Linked DNA regions of Sus scrofa: region 1 is linked to region 2. Evidence: chromatin contacts called from public HiChIP or PLAC-seq data. All regions are on one chromosome and are shown on one strand. Each heading gives the region's core, a stretch centred on a gene start, on an enhancer-like site or on the middle of the called end of the contact. The rest is flanking DNA. Distances are from core to core; before and after follow the strand shown.

The links. HiChIP or PLAC-seq counts read pairs in DNA pulled down with a chosen protein or histone mark.
Region 1: a contact with region 2 is called in an H3K27ac HiChIP or PLAC-seq map of alveolar macrophages. The contact joins the enhancer-like site here to the promoter of CAMK2D in region 2. A contact is called at or near these places in 2 of 5 promoter capture datasets (fetal liver and liver), 3 of 47 Hi-C or Micro-C datasets (brain, heart right ventricle and skeletal muscle) and 2 of 2 datasets of contacts at active chromatin or transcription factors (alveolar macrophages and skeletal muscle).

The regions. Positions count from the first base shown.
Region 1 is chr8:108,987,978-108,991,506 of Sscrofa11.1, forward strand. All of the region lies in intron 2 of CAMK2D (calcium/calmodulin dependent protein kinase II delta), which reads left to right. Among named protein-coding and RNA genes, the nearest start is that of CAMK2D, 74 kb to the left of the region's middle. Within about 2 kb of position 1,839, at least 4 of the 83 cell types and tissues checked have an H3K27ac peak or open chromatin away from gene starts, as enhancers often do. A contact at or near this core is called in alveolar macrophages, where this site is marked.
Region 2 is chr8:108,914,279-108,917,593 of Sscrofa11.1, forward strand. It overlaps CAMK2D (calcium/calmodulin dependent protein kinase II delta), which reads left to right and starts at 1,741. Exons shown (of 20, transcript NM_214381.1): 1 at 1,741-2,142. The coding sequence starts at 2,078.

The sequences.
Region 1 (3,529 bases), core at 589-3,088, 74 kb after region 2:
TTCAACATTTGAGAGAAAACATTAGATAATTTAAAGTGGGGAAGAGGTCTAAACATCGTCATACATGGCAAAAGGATAAGACAGTTGGTGGGAAATGCCTAATCATGTGGAGATCATTCAACAGATATTTTGAAAAAAATTAACTTTATTAAATAAACATAATATAATAACATTTATGATTATTTTGTTGCCTTAGTTTCTCCAAGGTAATAATTCTTTGGAGGGTTATGTAATGACCAATATTAGCCTGGGTACAGATCTGCCCAGAAGTACCTTCATTCCCACAGCTGGAGACTTTTTTATTTCACACATCACCTCCTCATCATCTTGGAATCTTCCAGTATAGATTCTTTGTTGGATGCTAGAGGAATTTAGATGAGATGCTCTATTGGCCAGGGTGGCAGGGGTTATAGAACTTTTGTTCTCCTCTCAGCATTTTATCAACACAATCACCAGTATGAATTCAGGAATTAGAGTGGGGTTGCCTTGGAGGTGAGACCATGCTAAATTGTACCAGGATATTCTGTTGCTTTCTTTGGTCCCCACATTTTGAACCTTGCAAGGCTGTGTTTTTTCTTTGGTTTAACTACGTTTATCTTATTATTGATCTGGCTTTATTTTTGTCATCTTTATGTGGATGTCCTCCTGTGTCAACCCTTCCTCCACCTCAGCATTGATGGGATTCAAACTTAAGTGGAGGCTAATACTTACTTAGTAGCTTTGCCATTCTTTCAACAAATGTTTATTGAGCACCCATTATGTGCTTGGCACTTTTCTAGATTTTGGAGAAAACGGTAGTGAACATACAAGTCCTTGCCTTCAAGGAGTTAACATTTTAATGAGAGTGGAAAAATGGTGATGGGAACAAATTTCTTTTAAGCAAGTAATAAACATAATTTCAGATCGTGTTAAGTGCTATGAAGGAAATAAAGAAGGCCTTGTGAGTCAGAATATCAGGATGATAGTCAAGCTGCTTGAGAAGGAGTAGTAAGACGTATGTAGAAACTTTGAGGATGATAGTCAAGCTGCTTGAGAAGGAGTAGTAAGAAGTATGTAGAAACTTTGAGCCTGAATGATGACATGGAGCTACTCATAGAAAAAGCCAAGGGAAGAATATTTAAGCCAGAGGAAAAAAAGAAAAAATCCACTGAGACAAGAGTAAGAAAGACAGATGGAGGTAAAGAAAGGCCAGTAGTGTGTCTAGAGTAAAATGGGCTCAAGAGGGAGTAGATTGAAATGAGAATACTGGGAGTGATTGGTTTGTGTAGGAACCAGAGGCCCTGAATCTTAGGTTAGGTTCCCCATGAAACGGACTCAGAGGTGGAGATTTGCATGAAGGAAAGTTATTGGGGAGTTTATCTAGTCATGTTGAATCAACATCTCTGAGGGAGTAAATATGGAGGAGTGGGCAGAGCTAAAAATTGGAATTGCATTACATCCCAAGGAAGGCCTCAGTGTGTCTTGCATAGGCTCTACAGTGGGGTTGGCCCTTTAAAACTGTCCCAACTGTAGCCAAGAAGGTTGAGTCTTTATGCCTGTGCATAGAGCTGCATCAATAGATGAAGCTCACAGTTCCTGGAGAAGGATTCAGCTGATAGCTAGCCACCTGCAGCAATTCCAGCTGCTAAGGAATGAGGGCCTACGTTCTGAAGAGGGGTACCTCTGCATTCATCACACCACCATGGAAGAGTATCTAATATTGATGGTTCAGCTTGTTTTTCAAAACTGTTTACATTTATGTTTTGAAATACATTTGACCTTTGAACAACGTAGGGGTTAGGGCGGTAACCCTGTGTACACAGGAAATGGAATGGAAAAATCCCAGTACGACTTGCGGTTGGCTCTCAGTATTTGCACTTCCTGCTGTCCATGCTTCTGCATTCATGGACCCAACCCACTGTGCATTGTGTGATACTTTAGACTTTCCTGTTGAAGAAAATCCACATATAAGTGGATTCAAAGCCACCTCGTTGAAGGGGCAACTGGTACTTGGTAAAAATTGAAATGAGAACAGGCCCAGTTATATATACATGTAAACTTATGTGGATGTATTTAAAGTCCTCTCATTAACATATGTTTGTATACTTGTGCGTTTTAAGAAAAGAACTCAGAATGTAGGAAATTCAGCATCAAACAGCTTTGTTCTAGTTCAGGGTCGGGCTGAAGGAGGACAGGAGAGGTTGTCGGGATTGAGAAATCGTCTGCCATCTTCTCCCCTCTCTTCCTGTTCTCTTTTGTTTTTATTTATCTTTTTAACTATTTTTCCAAAAGTATTCATCCCTCTCTTTGTATGTTAACCTGTTTTTGCTCTTTTTTCTTCCATGGTCACTTTTGTTATGGGATCAAAAAGGCACTGAAAAACAGGGTTATCAATCAGTCCACACAAGAAGTGATGATGGTATGTCTTCAGGCAGAGGAAGTTGGAAGGCAAAGATTAGATGGACTGGGGATGGATTTGACATTTCAAGGTCAGAAAGTTGACAGTTGTCTGACTGAATACATGGATGAAGGAAAGCAAGGAACAAAAGGGGACGGAGCAAGTTTGGGCAGCAGGTACCAAGGAGGGTGAGTTCTGGTCTGTGAAGGATGCTTCCCAAGCATCTTGTAGGACAGACAGCCCTGTGAAGATGGACCCCTAGCAGCTGGAGATGTTTAGAAATCAGCATAGAGGTCCCTCTAGAGACATGAATTTTAGAAAATCTACATGGAGACACTAATTGTGTAAATGGATGGTTTACTATGCTATTTTTAATGTCAAGTACATGTAACAGAAACCATATCATTTAACTGGAAAATGATGGAAGGATGTTTTATTTTCACATATTTAAAGACTGGGCATCATTAGAAAGGAGAGGGCCGCCTTCCTTCCTACAGGGCATCTAAGCTCTTTTGAATAAGATTGTTTTGGGGATGAAATTCTGGGAACAAACTGACCTCCTCATGAAGGGCACAGATTGGCAGATACATAATGTAAAGGAGAAATCCACTTAGTTTGGCTCATGCTGCTTTTGCATGGCAAGAGTTTTTGGACCTGTATGCAATAAATACAGCTTTGATGGCTAACAGAGTGCTGAATCTTCTGGAAGGCTTGTTAGCAACTGATCAATCATCATTCAGTAATTAAGGCAGTTTCTTTTCCTTTGCCGAGCCTAATCTACCTAGTGATTATTTTATTTGATAAGGTGTGAATGTCTATTTAATTGAAATTTTTTTTGTGTGTGTATGTGTTTCAGTTTATAAATGTGCATATTATTCTGTCATAGGTCTTTAGAAGTTTTAATTTGTATATTATTTTGTAAAAAAGAATTGTCTGAAAATTACGTTTCTGTGAGATTCTCTGTGATGATTGAACCAAGAAGGGACATAGGAAACAAGCAGAGTGCCTGATGATTTAATATTACATGTTAAGAGTAAAAGGAAAATAAAAATATCTCATTTGTATTTGGCTGCTTTTATATATTATGGACAAGAACAGTCAGAAGCTACCCATTTTCAGCTGGTGGGCAGGTGTCTAAGGAATGCTTAAGTT
Region 2 (3,315 bases), core at 491-2,990:
TAGGTATCTTTCATCTTCCACCTGTGAAATTTTGAGTCCCTGACGTAATGCTAACAATGAACAAATTACCAATAGAATTGCAAGGTTTTTAGAGTCCCCGTGCTGTAAAACAAAAGGCAGTGCTTTCGAAAAGGCTGCACAACTTTTTAGGTTTTGGTCTGCCTCTAAATTTGCAAATGCATAGTTTCTTAAAGACACAAGGCTGGAAGGAAGGCCCAGGGGTAGTTTTAGCAATCAGCAATTCATCTATTTTAAATGTAAGGGAAAATTTTTTCTCGTATTTACTGTAAACAAATATATATGCTAATGAACAGAACGTAGGGCTAAACTGTCAAGTGGTTTTCCAGACAGCCATTTACGTAGTACATTCAAGTGACACTATCCGACCAGATCTCTGAGCTTGCAAGCAAAGCACACGCGACCGCTCCTTTTCCTTTTCCAAAGCGAAAGGGACTCGACCCGCTCACGTGATGCAAGTGACATCAGTCCCTACCAGGTCGCGTGACCGACACCCAACCTTCCCACCACCCTGCCCCCACCACCAGAGCAGAAAATCTCGCGAGAAACAGCCTTACTATCAGAACTTACTGAGGTTACCGGGGAGTTACTCAGAAGGGAAGGTGTGGCCGAGTGGCGGAGTTTTTCCTTTCATTCTGTTAACGTTTATGGCCGAGGCGAAGGCCTTCGGGAATTGCCAGAGTCTGAGCAACCCAGCATAGAAAACGGCGGGGGCGGTGGAGAGTGAGGTGGCAGTCATATCAGAAGTGAAACGTGGCGCGGCGGGCGTCGCCCCTCGCTGAAGAGGCTGTAGGGGAGGGAGGGACCCCGCTCTGGGCGCCTGGTAGCGGGCGGCGTGGCTCGTGCTGGGGTGGGCCAGACAGTCATTGGGAGGTGTGGGAGCGACAGCCATTGGGGGGGGGGCTTCTCTGGAAGCAGTCGATTGCCCACATCCGGCCCCCGCTCTGTCAACAAGAAGCCGCGTAGAGATGAAATGCCTGCACCCCTCCGCTTCCACCTAGGGCACTGCGGTTCGGAGCAGTCCTTGGTGCCCCGCGCCCACAGTCGGGCTGGGGGAGGGGTGTTTCTGAGAGACCCCCGGCGGTAGCCCTCGGCAATCCTTGAATTAACTCGCATCTTGCAGCGAAATCAGCCCCACGTTTAGGCAGGAACCTAACTGCGGGTTTAATTATGTGATTTTGACGTCTCGACTCATTCACCTAAACCCTCTCCAGGCTTCTCCCCTGAACATCCTCCTCCACCCACCTGGTCTCTACCTAGACGGGTGCGCGCGCGCGCGTGTGTGAGACCCAGAGACAGAGGAAAAGAGAAGGGACAGGGTTAGAGTCGCTAGAAGGAGGTGTGGGACCAGCCAAGAGGGGGCTTCGCGAGGGAGGGGTACAGGCAGGCGGAGGGAGCGGCAGGAGGAGGCGCTGGAGAGGAGGCGGAGGCCTGGGGAGGGCAGGCGAAGCTTCGCCTGAGCCGAGCGCTCTTTCTTTCGCCGCGCAGTCTCGGTGCGGTGCGGGCTCGTGGGGAGCGCGAGGCTGCCGAGGTGCCCGCGGGAAGGAGGCCGGCCCCGGCGCGTCCCGCGCCCGAGCCTGCTGACAGCTGCAGCTGGGCTCGAGCTGTCCGCTCTAGGCTCCGCGGCCTCCGCCCCCTCGGGCTCCCTCCCCTCCGCCCCTACCCCTCCTGCCCCGGTGCGGATCGTTTCGCAACTGCTCGCCTCTCGCCCCATGCCCGGCTGTTTTCTATTTCCCGGCCCCTCTTCTTGAGTACTTTGGCCCCTGCATTTGGGGAGAGGGGCTTGCAAGGGAGCGGCGGAGCGTCCAGAGAAGAAGGAAGCGAGGCCGGGAGGAGGAAGATCGGCGGACTGTAGGGAGGAGACCCCACGCCACCCTTTCTGGTCCTCTCCCCTCCCGCCCCGCCCCTACGCACACTCCCTCGCCGGCGAGCTACTTTCGGACGGGAAAGTGAGGGCGGCCCTGGGTGACAGCGCTGCTGGGCTAGTCCCGGGGAAGCCGCGCGTCTGCTCGCGTCTTGTCCGCCGCACTCCCAGCCAGGGGGACAGCCCGGACCGAGGATGGCTTCAACTACAACCTGCACCAGGTTCACGGACGAGTATCAGCTTTTCGAGGAGCTTGGAAAGTAAGCGCCTTTACCCGGCACCCGCAAGTCCCCTTTCCAGCAGAGGGCGGGTCGTGTTACCCCCTACCCACCGGCTCCCGCGTGGGGCGAGGGAGTTTGGGAGACTAGAGGAGAGGGGGCAGGGCCCCTGGTGTGTCAGCTTGGAGGAAGGTGTTGACCTAGTAAGGGGAGGGGGCAAAGAAGGGGAAAGACCCTCTATCCCGGCTATGGCCCATTCCGATCATCTTTAGCCCACCTTTCCCCACTCCCCCACCCTCTTGACTTAGTGGATTTACGACCCTGCAGTTGTAGCTGTCATCCTGAGATGTGTGTGTGTGTATGGAGGAAACAAGAACCCATGTAAAATGCAACATAGATCATGTTTTCTGTAAATAGAGATGCCTCCTCGTTCGCCGGCGTGTTGGCCGCAAGACCCACGTACGGATGAGAACTCACTACCACAGACGGTGCCATATTTATTGATGCCGAAAGTTCAACTTGGCTTAGAGTCTGTTTCGCATCCAGTAGTTGTTCTGTCCAGGAAAAGGGCTACCCAAAGGAACCCGACCCCCGTCCCATATCCACTATTATTCTTTACTAGATTACTCGTTCTTCATCATCCTTCCTAGGATGTACGTGTACCTCTTCGCATTCTCTGGGAGGATTTATTTATACAGGCAGCGGAAAAGCCTTCTGGAGACCGGGAGAGAGCTTCCCAGGGGTAGCCTAGCGTTGTATAAAGCGACCTCCTAACACCTGACTGGCAGAACTACTTGGTGATGTTAAGGAAGGGGCGAGAAGACCTACTGAGAGAGAACCTGTGCAAAAGGAACCTAAGGGCTGAGCCGTGAACGTTAATTTGTGTAGCATCAAACCCAATTTCTTTACCGCTAGTTTCCAACATTACTTTAGAAAGCATTTATGTGTGTGTTGTTGTTTTATACAGTTGAATTAAAGGACGTTAACTATCTTTTAAATGTAATGAGGATCATACCCTTATGTATTTATGTTGTCTGCTGTTAAAACATGGAGAATATGTCGGAAGAGCAGCTTAATTCAAATCTCTCCCCTCCCCCAACCCAAAACAGGGCACAGAGAAATCACCATAGCAGGATTTGTTAAACCGCACACAAATGTTCCTAAGAATTATATTTTAATGAAAACAATCGCCATATTTACTTACTTGGAGCCAGG